Linked DNA regions of Mus musculus: region 2 is linked to region 1. Evidence: chromatin contacts called from public Hi-C data. All regions are on one chromosome and are shown on one strand. The core of a region is the stretch at or near the end of the contact, and the rest is flanking DNA. Distances in the headings are between cores, read along the strand shown.

Region 1 (6,519 bases), core at 2,386-4,885:
CTGATCTTTATCCACTGGGAGATTTTGTGATCTGCATTTCAGGCTCACTAACAGTTCATGGAGTTCGCTCTTCATAAGCTCCTCTTTTGATCATCGTTCACCCTCAGCTAATTTGCTCAAGTGAAGAGCGAAATCCCAGGAGGAGATTAGCAAGGAGGACACATTTGGCGCTCTCAGACAAAGTGTTACTCAACTTGATCCTTCTCTTCTCACTCAGAGGGACGTTTAGAATGGAGTAGTAAGTTCTTTGATATTTGATATTTAACAATCTCATTCTTTTGTTGTTTTCTTAGTTTTAAAGAGCTAGGCTGAAGTTAAACACTGATGTAAAAAAAAAAAAAGAAAAAAACCCCAGCAACTTTTCAATTGCTCAAGTAGAGGAAGGTAAGGCTGAAAAACAACCACAGCTTGCTTGCTGACCAGTTCTTAATTTAACCCCCATCTTATCTTTGGTATTTTGAGACCCTTTTAACTCTAGACACAGGCCTGGGGTGTGTTGTAGCTCAGTGGTGAGGTTACCTCCCGGGGGTGAGGGCGTGGCTTTGATCCCCAGCACCTGAAAAAAAGTTAAAACAAATCGAATACACTCACTTATTGTAACTTGTGGGTTGATCGTGTTTGGGAAGAGGCTCAGAACTCTTCCAGGCCCCCGCTCCTGGTTCACGTCTCCGGCACAGGTTATATTCAGCCTTGCCATCAACAGAGTCTGTGGTATTTTTCTTTCCTTGTTGTTTATTTAAAGAGCCACGGTGAAGCACATCCACAGGCCCACGATGTAAACCCTGCATGACTGCTTTGTTTGACTTAATGAAGATGTGCTTTGGACTCACCTCTTCCCTCAGGCCTCACCTCTGCCCCCGACAGAGTGTCAGACCCTGAAATTTATGGGCATTCTGACCTGCGGGGCCAGGAAGTGCATGGGACCGGAGAAGGGGGATAGGAGGGAGATTGGACCCCAGTGGGGGTCAGGGAGGCACATACCTGCGTCTCTTGTTTCCATAGAACAGTTTTTAAACTGCAGAGGTGGGCTATTCTGGAAATGATCTTAGCATGTGAATGTCTGTTTAAATGACTTCTCTTCCATATCATTTAATTGAATGGGGGAGGGGACTTGATACAATCAGAACACTTCTAGTAGCCGCACATGTCCAGGCAGACATGATGTTACAGTACATGATCTCTTTTAGGCTGAATTTTACTGCAAAATATTTTTTCTTTTTTTTTTTTAAGGACTAATCTTGCCGTCCCTGTTAAGCTACAAGGCAGAGAAGACTGAAAGAGGCCTTAGAGGAAAGCTCTGGATTTAAAAATATTTTTAAATGGTCTCATTGAGAAAATTTCTCAAATGAGAGTCACCCTCGAATGAATGAACGAGGGAGTGCTCTACCAAATTATGCGGACACAAAGAAGAGAAGCAGCCATTCTATCGGAACAAATGCAGCCCGCTTTGTTTGGGAGACGAATCATTCTTGCAGCCTGTTTGGAAATGTCACTTTTAAGTCAATGAGAGTTGTGTCCCTATAAGAGGGGATGTGAGACCCTATTATATTCATCAAGATGCTATGTTTTTGCCTCTGAATAGTTTCCACAGTGCATGGAAATTCCTGTTTGGGGGTGGGTGGGTAGGGACGTCCCTTTAATGTCCTAAACTGTTTTCAGGTTTTACAAAGTCCTTCAGTTGCCACGTTTAAAGGGCAGACATGACCACACTGGAATACAAGCCAGCCAGCTACAGAAGTTCTGGGGTTTTTTGTTTTTGTTTTGTTTGTTTGTTTTAGACGAGCTTTTTGAACCCTTAGCATGGTGAAAACAGAGTCCTTGGTTCGCTGGGGAGCTTGTCCTCCAGAAGCCATGCAGGGCTTACCGTTTTCTCTCGCTCTTGGGGATATTGTTACCTACTGTAGCTGGGTCCTTAATGGGGCTAACCAGAGCAGTGGTGTTGTCCAGCACATCAAGCGTTTAGAGGTCGGACGGAACTCAACTCCATGGGGAATGCAAGCCATTGCCAAGAAGTAACCTGATTGGCTGCCCATTAGTGCTTCCGGGCAGCAACAGTCATGTGACCCTCTTGCCTCTGTCCCCCAAAAGATCAGTAAGTTCACAAGGCCAATTTGCTTTGTTGAAAACAGTGGTCACTGTTTTAATTACTGTAAGAGACTGCAGGCTGGCTGGGCAGTGGTGGCGCACGCCTTTAATCCCAGCACTTGGGAGGCAGAGACAGGAGGATTTCTGGGTTCGAGGCCAGCCTGGGCAACACTTCAGCCCTACCAAACTCCTCAGACAGATCTAGTTAAACGTGAAGTAACGGATGAGGGGGGCATTTTTATATGAACTACACATGACTTTTTAAGAGACAAATGCCCTCTACAGAAACAGGAAGAAAGCTTGCATGGAATGGAGCCAGCCTTGCTTAAGGACAACTGAGATCCTGAGGGCAGAGAGCAGCGGAGGGAGAGGCAGACGCTTTCCTCTGGGAACTCGGTCCAGAAATGGATGAGGACCGACCTCTGGTACTCAGCCCCTTAGGAGAAACCTGGAGACTTTGATCCGACCGAAAGGTCTACCTCCAAAAGGAGAGCAAAAGGCATTGCTTGACAAAGATAAAACTCTCCACGCACCTTTTTTGGTATTCAATCTCTGTGAAACTTCAGAGCTTAATAAACTTTCAGTATGTGGCCAGTGTGGGAGTCAGAACCAGAAAATACATTTCATGTCCGTATTTCTCAGTGGGCCTTTAAGGTTAGCAATAGTGTAGATGCAGTTCCACATATTTTGGTCACAAATATAATAATATTATTATCATTTGTCATTGTAAAAAGAATATTAAGAATAGTACAGAAATATATGTTATGTTTTACTATGTGCCAGGCACTGCACTAAGTATGTGTACATTCATGCTTCAAGCAGTTGCCAAAGGATTGATCTTGCTAGATCTGTTTTACAAGTGAAAAAAACCTAAGCTGGAGGAGTTGCCCAAATTACCAAGATGTTTACCTTGGAGAAGGCAGTATTTGGATCTTGGCTGTATAAACTCTAATGTGTTCAGTTTTACTAAGGTGAACCCAGAGCATGTTCAATTTTAATTAAGTAGAGCAAGATCCACAGTTGAGCGGAGAGGCAGGTGGGAGAGATTACTTCCTGGTTAAAAGTTGCTCTTCCAGAGGGACCCTTTTGATTCCCAGCATACACGGTGACTCACAACTGTCCTTAATGCCAGTTCCAGGGGTTCCATCACCTCTTCTGGCCTCTGTGGACACCAGGCAGGTATGTGGTAAAGGCAAAATGTTCATCCACATTAGAAAGAGAAAGAAAGCGAGGGAGGGAAGTTAAAGAACATGAGTGTGGTTACAGCACCTTTAAAGGTCGATCAAGCTTAAACTCAGGCATGTTGAGCCTAGACTCACGGCAATTAATGTCTACGATATCACAAAGAACATACATATTTCTCACGGTGTTGAGAAAAAGCATTCCATGTTCACGTTGAGTTTTAAAAACACGAGGCCTGAACTGTTTTGTCTAAATTCTTCATTATAAGCAAGTGGTTTTTATCACCTTGAGATCCTCTCAAATCCAGGGCCACGGCGGATGCTTGCACCTTTGGTTGGTCTGTACTGCCCCCTAGTGGTTAGCGGAAAACACTATCATGCTGTCTGATGACAAAGCATCTTCAGATATTCCTTGTAAATCTGCAGAACAAACGTACGTGTGTGTGTGTGTGTGTGTGTGTGTGTGTGTGTGTGTGTGTGTGTGTGTGTGTGTGATTGCACTGGTGCTTTTAGTAAGATTTGTGTGAGAAAAATACACAAGGATTAGAAGTTATTTGGATATGAAGTGTTCTTATTTTCACTCATCTCAACAGTATGTGCAATGTAGAAATCCAGGCTATCATGTGTGCTCACATGCTTGCATGGGGAGGTGTGTTGCTGGAAACTCACACATTAAGTTTTCAATGATCCTTTGGCTAGGTTAACAAATACCCATGTTGGACCAGTTGTAGCTGAGACACTAGGCTTCAGCGTTGTTGCCCAGAGCTTGCCAAAGACTGCATGAAGGACTTTTGGAGAACACTGTTAACTCTGAGAAATCAGAGCATCAGGGGGTGGGTCACTCACAAAAGATGCTGCTCTACTGTGCCAGGAGAAAGAAATGCAGGCACATTTGAGTGGTTCTCCCCCCCACCCCCGCCCCAGCCAGAGACTCATTGCAATGGAAAGAGTCAGGTCCAGTCAAGACTTATTACCTCTTAGCCATTTGCCGTTTTTTTTTGCAAAAGAAAAACTTGGGACGTTTTAAGGAAACCCAGAAGGAATTTATGGTGAACTACCCAGAGAAGAGTCTTGAGTTTTGTTAGCTTTTTCTGTTTGTTTGACAGCTGCGTGCTGAAGTAGCAACAAGGAGAGTATTAGACCCTTGTCCTCATTGTGAAGTGAGACTTTTTATGAATCTGCCAACCTCAACCTGATGCTTAACCTTAACTAGTTTGGAATGCATTGCTTCGTTGGGAAGCTTTGCTTCAAAGTGAGTTAAATATGCTTCGCTGAGTGTGAATAAAGACAACCGTGCTTACCATCTGAAAGGTTTATTTGGGGCAAATCTTCTTTTTTTTTTTTTAAGGGAATGGAATTTGTATTTTATTTATTCTACACTTATCCAAATATAAAGATGAGCAATATATTTAATTATAATGTATAATGTACATGTGGCAAACCTTTTATAAAAAGTTGCAGTGCCTTTTGAACTGATTTTTTTTTTTAGAAATATGTTTTTCATTGGAATAGAATTACATTTTCCCCTCTCTGGCTCCTCCCATGTGTCCTTCCTCCAACCGTTTCCATGTCCCTCTCAAGGTGATAGCCTCTCTTTCTTTTATTATTACTGTTGTATATGTGTATATGTATGTATGTTTATGTACAAATATGTATAAATACAACTTGCTGCATCTGCTTTTATTGGTAGTGTGTATATGGTTTCAAGATTGACGACTCTGCTTTGGACAACCAATAAGGGGCCATATCCCTGGGAGAGGTTAATTTTTCTCTTCTTTTCCCACCATCTTTGTGTGTGTGCGTGTGTGTGTGTGTGTGTGTGTGTGTGTGTGTGTGTGTATGAGTGTGTGTGTGTGTGTGTGTGTGTGTATGTGTGTGTGTGTAGGGGGTGAGACACCATGAAATTTCCTGCCTCCTGTGTTACTGTGGCCATTGGTATTACCATTGTTCCCGTCTTGCTTATGCAGCTAGAAAGACTGTCCCTGCAGACTTCCTGGAATTCTGGCTCTTACAGTCTTTCCACTCCCTCTTTTGTGGTGTTTCCCTGGATGCAGGAAGTGTGATGTAGATGTATCCGTTGGCCTGGGCTCCCCACCATTTGCTGATCTCTGTATTGTGTTCGGTTGTGGGTTCTTGTGATGGTCTCCATTTACTGTGAAGAAAGTCTTCTTCAGTGAGGGGAGGTAGCGACACTTAGAGCTGAGGATTTGGATCTCAGGAGAGGGAGAACATAAGGCATTTGTCTTTCTCAGTTTGGGTTAAAATAGTTCTGGAACTAAATGAAAATTAAAACACCACATAACGAAACCTCTGGGATATGTTAAAAGCAGCTCTAAGAGGAATATGCATAGCTCTAAGTGCCTATATTAAAAAAAATCAGAATGAGCTCAAATAAATGACTTAATAATGCAACTCAAGAATTTGAAAAAAAGAATGTGGGACAGTGGTCATGCATACCTTTAATCCCAGCACTTGGGAGGCAGAGGAAGGCAGATCTCTGGGCTCAAGGCCAGCCTGGTCTACAGAGTGAGTTTCAGGATAGCCAGGACTACACAGACAAACCCTGTCTCAACAACCCCCCCCCCCAAACTTTTTTAAAAACAAGAACAAATCTTAATGTAGTAGAAAGTAGAATTAATTTTTAATTAATAAAAATTAAAGCAGAAATTAATGAAATAGAAACAAAGAGAGCAACATGAAGAATCAACAAACCTAAGACCTGGTTATTTGAGAAGATAAACAAGATAGGCAGACCCTTGGCCCAACTAACCAAAAGAAGAAAGAGAGGATGCACATGAAAAGAAAAAAATCTAAAAATATCAATATTTTTAGGGCATGGTGGCATCCACCTTTAATCCTAGTACAGAGGCAGGAAAGAGGCAGAGGTAGGTCCAACTCTGTGAGTTCAAGACCAGCCTGGTCTGTGTCTTAAGTCCCAAGGCACCCAGGACTATGCATTGAGAGCCAGTCTTAAGCCACAGGCCCCCAAATCAATATGCTTTTTGTCACATAATTTTTGAAATCAAAAACTTTTTTTTTTTTTATGTTTTGAGACAGGGTTTTCTCTATGTATCCTTGGTTGTTTTAGAATTCACTCTTTAGACCAGGCTGGCCTTGAACTCAGAGATGTGGCTGCCTCTACTTCCCCAGTGCTGAGATTAAAGGTATGTGCCATCACTGCCAAGCTTAAATTTTTTAAATATTGTATTTGTTGGTGTATACATGTGAAGACAGGTGCCTGTGGCGGTCAAAG
Region 2 (6,519 bases), core at 2,293-4,792, 110 kb before region 1:
CACGGACACAGTCGATGCAGCCGCTGTGTATGCCTGTACTGATACAGGCTCGATGCAGCCGCTGTGTATGCCTGTACTGATACAGAGTCTATGCAGCCACTGTGTATGCCTGTACTGATACAGAGTCTATGCAGCCGCTGTGTATGCCTGTACTGACACAGGCTCGATGCAGCCCAGACTCCAGGGACTTCTTCCATCACAGGGTGGTGAAGACAAAGGCAACAGAGCACCCCAAATCCACAAGCATCAACGCAGTTGTAAGCGCAGCTTCAGACTCTGTGGGGCTACAGGAGAAATTGCAAACTCTCTGCTCTGCTCGTTCCTGCAAAGATCTCACCACCTCATTACCATAGATAACAAACAGAGCTTTGCTATTTACCACATTACTATAAACCATGGCAAATTATAGATTATATCAAAAGTACCAAATGCTTTGCAACATCAACGAAAACTAAGCCAATTTTTAAAACAGGATTTTTTTTCCCCCAAGATGCAAGTCTGTGAAGTTTAGACACTCTAGGATGGGGTATCCTGTCTTTCTCTCTCGGGACACCCTGTTAGCACAGGAAGATGATGTAATGCCCTGATTCGTTCACCAAACAATATAGTAGGCCTTCAAAATGTCAGCCTGTTTCATCTCCCTAAATACATAATTGATTTTCAACATTTTATGCTCCAGTTACCACCCGAAAGCAGACTGGGACAAGTTCATATTTCAACTGCTTCTTGCTTTAAGTACAAAAGGAGTGATCAGAACAAGTAATAAATTGTTTCCAGTTTTTCTTGGGGAGTGATTTGCTCGTGACCTCTGGTTTCTCTGTTACTCACATACACAATTCCCGTGCCTACAGCCTAGCTACGGCACGCACAACCTGGCTACAGAGAAACCAACAACAGCCGAAGAATTGGTTTTTATTTAAACACTGGCAGGCTAGCCAATGACATTCCTCATGAAACAGAGTTAGGACCAATGTCAAATAAAAATTAAAAGTTTAAACTTGCCTAAAAAAAAAAAAAAAAAAAAAAAACTAGAGCTATATATTTGGGTCACTTTATTTTTAACCACAGTCTTCTAAATGACCTGAATATCCTAACATCCATTCTAAGTGACAAGTTTTGTAATTCTTATGAATAATTTAGTTGAGCAAACTTGCTTTGCTTGCTGCTGAATAAAAAATGTTGCTTCAGAAATTGACAGACCGGTTGTCCATAATATATTTTAGTTTTGATATTTTTCATTCATATTAGGGGGGAAAAATGAAAGAAAGAAAGAAAGAAAGCACTAGCACATTAAAACGGAGTCTCTGACACAGCGGAGACTTCGTCAGCCATCACGTCAGAAAACGTCAAGGTAATTTCATGTCCTCAAGCAAGCATTTGCAGGCAGGTCCAGAGAGACATTACTATCAGCACAAACATACACAGTGCCTGAGCTCAAATCCAGGACCCCGCACGTGCTAGGTAAGCATGACACCACGGTGGCATGCGTCCTCAGCGCTGATAACTTTCCTAACTACTCAGTAAGACATAGCAGAGTACTCATTTTGTCTTGTAATGAGGAAACCGCAGCAGCGTTAGCCTTGACGTCAGCGATAGGGTGAGGGGTTTATGCCACTGTTTTAATCCAGCTTTGCTTTTACAAAAAAGCCTGTCTCTCTAGTACAAGACAACGTTTACCCCGAACGTTGTTGCCTTTGGGAAATAGAAGAGTATTTGTCACAGGGAACTGGAGTCAGTCTGGTTCCTGTTTCTTTCATAGAGAGAGCACCCCTCCAGCTCACCATCTGGGTCTCTTTCTTGGATCCCGACTTCTAGAAGCCTCGGGAACTTATTAATTCATGAAGCTTGGGAACAAAAACAGAGAGGTGGGAGGAAGCTTGTCCCTCGGTGGCTGCCAAGCTCTCTCCTGGAGCACCCACTGCGAGTCCTGGTACAGCTTGTGGCTCTGTGAGCATGGCCTCCACAGAGAGGCACACTGATGTCCAAAATGGGTAGAGAGCAGCCTCCCTCTAGCAGAACTCACCAGGCTGGGGAAGCCCAATACTGGTATACACAGAATTTACACATGTCCTCTAAAGGCTATGTTGAACACTTCATCCCAAAATCCATATCCTAGTGCCACTTGGAGAAGAGGTTCTGGAAACTAAAATAGGATGAGATGGGGTCCTCAGGGTGGGGACTTCATGACAGCACTTGAGAGATCCTTATATAAAGAAGAGAAGTCTAGTGGTGGTGGTGCAAGCATTTGGAAGGTAGAGGGAGGTGGATCTCTGAGTTCAAGGCCAGCCTGGTCTACAAAGTGAGTTCCTGGACAGCCAGGGCTACACAGAGAAACCTTGTCCCAAGGGGAAGAGAAGCACCCAAACTGGCAAACTTGCTTTATCTAACACGAGATACTCTTCACTATTTTCTTAAAAGGTTTGTTTTGATTCATATGCATGCATGCATTTCCATGAGCCTGCTTATGTGCACCATATGTGAGAATGGCCTGCAGAGAGACCAGAAGAGAGCACTGGACCTCCTGGAAGTGAAGCTGCAGCTAGGTACTGCCTGGTGTGGAAGCTGGGGACAAAACCCAGGTGCTCTGCAAGAGCAGCAGTGTCCTAAGCTACTGTGCCATCTCTCCAGCCCCATCTTTAGCTATGTTCTGATGCTGCACAGGGGCCCTCGCCAAATGCCTAGCAGATCCTTAAAGCTATGCTACTAGTTACTCACCTCTAGGGACCAGGAGTCGAATAAACTTATTCATGGGTTGCCCAGTCTTGAGTATTTTTATATTATATATTATGTCATATTATATATTATTATTTTTATATTATATATTATTATTTTCTTCTTCTTTTTCTTCTTCTTCTCTTCTTCTTCCTTCTTCTTCTTCCTCCTTCTTCTCCCTCTTCTTCAAAAATTAAGGCACATTCCTAAACTGTATTTCTATTCATTTGAAACTTTTAAAAGTACAATTTAAATTCAATATGCCTCCCTCCCACACCTTTTTTTTTTTTAATATCAGAACTGGTTCAGAAAGTCAAAAGGGAAAACTAAAGTGGGCTTTACTGTCCCCCTATCGTCACCCCACAAAATGAGAATAAAGACACACTCAAGATCTTGCAGTCTTTAACATTCTGACTTTGGTCTGAGAGGGTATCTCAGAGGCAGAATACTCTCCAGAGATGAACAGGGCTCAGGATTCATCCCAGCACTGCAAACATGAATAAAAATAAATAGTTTTACATTTATTTTACTTCAAAGCCATCTGTGAGAAAAACAGAAAAAAATTAGAGTAATTCTAGTCCCCAAAACACTGAATTAAAAAAAAAAAAAACCAAAAACAAGAAACAAAAACCTCTTAGTCAATACGGACAAGGAATCTCTGATACCCTCATTACAAGCAGTTTGACCATATCTGAATGTGCCCCAGTCAGCCAGTCAGTAGTGAACTTGTCTGTGCTTGTGGAATGGGGCCAGTGACAGCCTTACCTCATGGGTATCATAGAGAGCGAGGGAAACAGATCTGCAGAACAGCAGCACATAAAGCAGTGGGAACTCACAGAGAGGGCAGCTAAAGCAAGCAGGCGGAGCTCAGTCCTCTTCCCCCCTCATCTATTCAGAATGGATACATCCACTCAGAACCAGCAGGGGGTTCCAAGATTATTCCTATAAGCCTTTCTTCCATTTGGGCATGAAAGAATGGAGGCCTGGTAGGAACAAATGACCTGCCAGACATCACTCACAGATCTCCCCTTAAACCCTTCCTTTCTACAAGCACACAAGCCCTAATGCCATCCCCTTCCTTGAAATAGGATTTGGCAGATTATAATCTGTAAATTGAAGTCTTTCTTTACTGTACAGACATGAAGGCCAGGCCCCTGCGGGGCTCTCAGGGCCTCCCTCCCCTGCAAAGGATGAGAGGCTGGCTCTGCGTGCTGGCCCTGTCCCACTGGGAATCAGCATAAATTGTCCCTGACTCAACCTTTCAGTGAGGCAGGCCTCTTCACTCAGGGCCACCTAACAATCCCACACTAATTTTATCAGTTTCGACATCTGTCCCCTTTGAGATTTCTCAACTACTGTGTCAATATTCCCCCACCTAAGCCACAAACACACCAACTAACTACTTAGTAATAACGTTAGCTAATTCTCTCTTATCCTGGCAAAACTACAGCCCTCACAGTCCACCCTTCAGGAAGTTCCTGGAGGAAAGGTAGGCGTGTTTGCAACCGCCATTGACTATTGAATATCTGTCCCTATCTGTACCCTCATTTCCTTTTCTCATCGTCTGTGAAACACTTCTGCCAGACGGACTGACTGAAATAATGCTTATATACCTTATTTGTGGACTGTCTCTAAAACCCCACAGCTACTGAAATGCTGTCAAAAGCCCTCTTTCTTTTCAGATCCAAGTATACTGCTCTAAATCCTTTCAAATGAGAGCGGGGCTTTGGACCATCTGTCATTTACCACCTCTGCCTGCTTTTATTCCTTTTAATAACAATACTCTGAATTCCAAACCTGCCTGAAATCACCAACTTATTTCAAGTCACACCCAGTCCCCAAAAGCAAACTTCCGGTAATCAGCTAAGGAGACATCCACCAAGCCACACACTGACCACGATTGGTCTGAGGTTGTTTCTGGTACTGCAGGCTGATAGGGTTACTCACAGGAGGTGACAGTTTCCCTTTTAGTGTCTCTGGTCACGCCATCTTCTGAATTCCAGACACAAGTAATTTTCGGTATGGTGGCTTGATCTGAATGAGAATATTCCCCAGAGGCTAAAAGGTTTGACTACTTGGTCCCCAGTCAGTAGCACTGTTTGGATATACTTAGGAGGTGTGGCCTTACTGGAGAAAGGGGGCAGGCTTGTGGTTTTAAATCACTACGCCTGCCGTTCCAGTCTAAGCTTTCCACTTCTGCCAACATGCCTTTGCCCTGTCATGGCGGACTCTAACCTTCTGGAACCGTATGCTCAAACCTTCCTTCTATATATAACTTGTCTAGGTCATAATATTTTTTTCACAAAAGTAACTAAAACACACAATCTCAAAAAATGTTTGTTATAGAAGACTGTAGACCTCTAGTCCCAATGGACCAGCAAATATCCCATAAGAGATTAAGTATACCCTTCAGCCAGGTTCCTGACTCCCCCGTCGTCAGCCTCCGTCCACTCAAAATTCACCAAGCCTGAGCCTAGTACTTTCACCTGAGGTCCACTTCCTGATGGTTAACTTGGGCCTCTCTATCACTCCTTTCAAACCTATTCTTATCAAAGAGCTGAAAGATCTCCCAAACTAAAGACCATTCTGCAACGCCTTGTATATGAACTATACTCTGCGGTCCCGTGTCCAGCATTCCCAGCTATGAGAAAGCAATCTGACCATTCTGACAGCTTCGATCCTTAGGAGTTTGGTTCGTGGTACCTTAGCAACACTCTTGCACAGATGGTGGGGAGCTATACCCCAGCTTTCTGCTTTACCCCCCACCCAGCCTACTCTCAATCTGCTTGACAGTGCAGCTCTCTGTCAACTTCTCATCCACACACCACTCCCGAACCTAGCAAACCCTCTCTCAAAAAGCGCCGTGTGCTTCCTTCTTCTGGATTACTGTCATTCGCAACCAGATGTCTCCAAAGTAGAGGGTGGGAGGTATCTCCAAGGGTATCCAAAAAATATTGTAATTTCTAATTGTGTTGACTTGCCTCATTCTTTTGTTGCTATTTCTGTAGATCTTAAATGCAAACAGCTTGTTGCCAGCAGATAGATGACTGTAATTTATACCTATACAAATGCTGTGGGTCTGAGCAAGGATTTTACTGATGTTGAGAGTGCTTTAAGACTACTCTCTTGCCAGTCATCGTGGCATGCACCGACAGACCCAGCTACTCAGGAAGCAGATGCAGAAGGATGCTTGAACCCAGCAGTTGGAAGTTACCTCAGGCAAACAAAATAGCAAGATGTTACTTCCTCAACAATATAAAATAAATGCTACTGGACAAGTAGTAACACTTTTGTTCCTAAATTTACTTGGTGAGTGTATTAGTTACTTTTCTGTTGCTCTGATAAAATGCCATGACTGGGGGTTGGATAGATGGCTCATCCGTTAAAAGCACTGGCTGCTCCTCTAGAAGACCCAGGTTCAATTCCCAGCACCCACATGATAGCTCACAACTGTCTGCAACCCCAGTTCAGGGGGATCCATCCCACACCAGGAATGCATGTGGTGCGCATATCTGAGAATGCAAGCAAAATACCCATACATATAAAATAAATTTTAAAAATAAGAAATTAAAAAACACCATGACCTCGGGAGGCAGAGGCAGGTGGATTTCTGAGTTCGAGGCCAGCCTGATCTACAAAGTGAGTTCCAGGACAGCCAGGGCTATACAGAGAAACCCTGTCTCGAAACAAAAACAAAACCAAAAAAAAAACCACTATGACCAACAGCAACTTAAAGGGAAAAAAAAACCCAAATTTATTCCGGCTTAGGGTTTCAGAGGGCTAAGAGCCCATCCGTCATGACACAGG

The links. A called contact is a pair of places that touch in the nucleus more often than the background predicts.
Region 2: a Hi-C map of the N1E-115 cell line shows a contact between it and region 1, with 12 times the contacts expected there. The contact joins two enhancer-like sites. A contact is called at or near these places in 2 of 39 promoter capture datasets (the 3T3-L1 cell line and liver), 1 of 15 datasets of contacts at CTCF or cohesin (the NIH/3T3 cell line), 20 of 484 Hi-C or Micro-C datasets (the C10 cell line, LSK cells, the N1E-115 cell line and 13 more), 5 of 115 datasets of contacts at active chromatin or transcription factors (double positive thymocytes, embryonic stem cells and stem cell-derived neural progenitor cells) and 3 of 9 other capture datasets (adipose tissue, embryonic stem cells and pancreatic islet).

Annotation. Positions count from the first base shown.
Region 1 is chr2:59,538,772-59,545,290 of GRCm38.p6, reverse strand. No RefSeq gene overlaps it. Among named protein-coding and RNA genes, the nearest start is that of Gm39831, 30 kb to the right of the region's middle. Within about 2 kb of position 3,635, at least 16 of the 459 cell types and tissues checked have an H3K27ac peak or open chromatin away from gene starts, as enhancers often do. A contact at or near this core is called in the N1E-115 cell line and neural stem cells, where this site is marked.
Region 2 is chr2:59,650,999-59,657,517 of GRCm38.p6, reverse strand. All of the region lies in intron 2 of Tanc1 (tetratricopeptide repeat, ankyrin repeat and coiled-coil containing 1), which reads right to left. Among named protein-coding and RNA genes, the nearest start is that of Tanc1, 42 kb to the right of the region's middle. Within about 2 kb of position 3,542, at least 59 of the 459 cell types and tissues checked have an H3K27ac peak or open chromatin away from gene starts, as enhancers often do. A contact at or near this core is called in the N1E-115 cell line and neural stem cells, where this site is marked.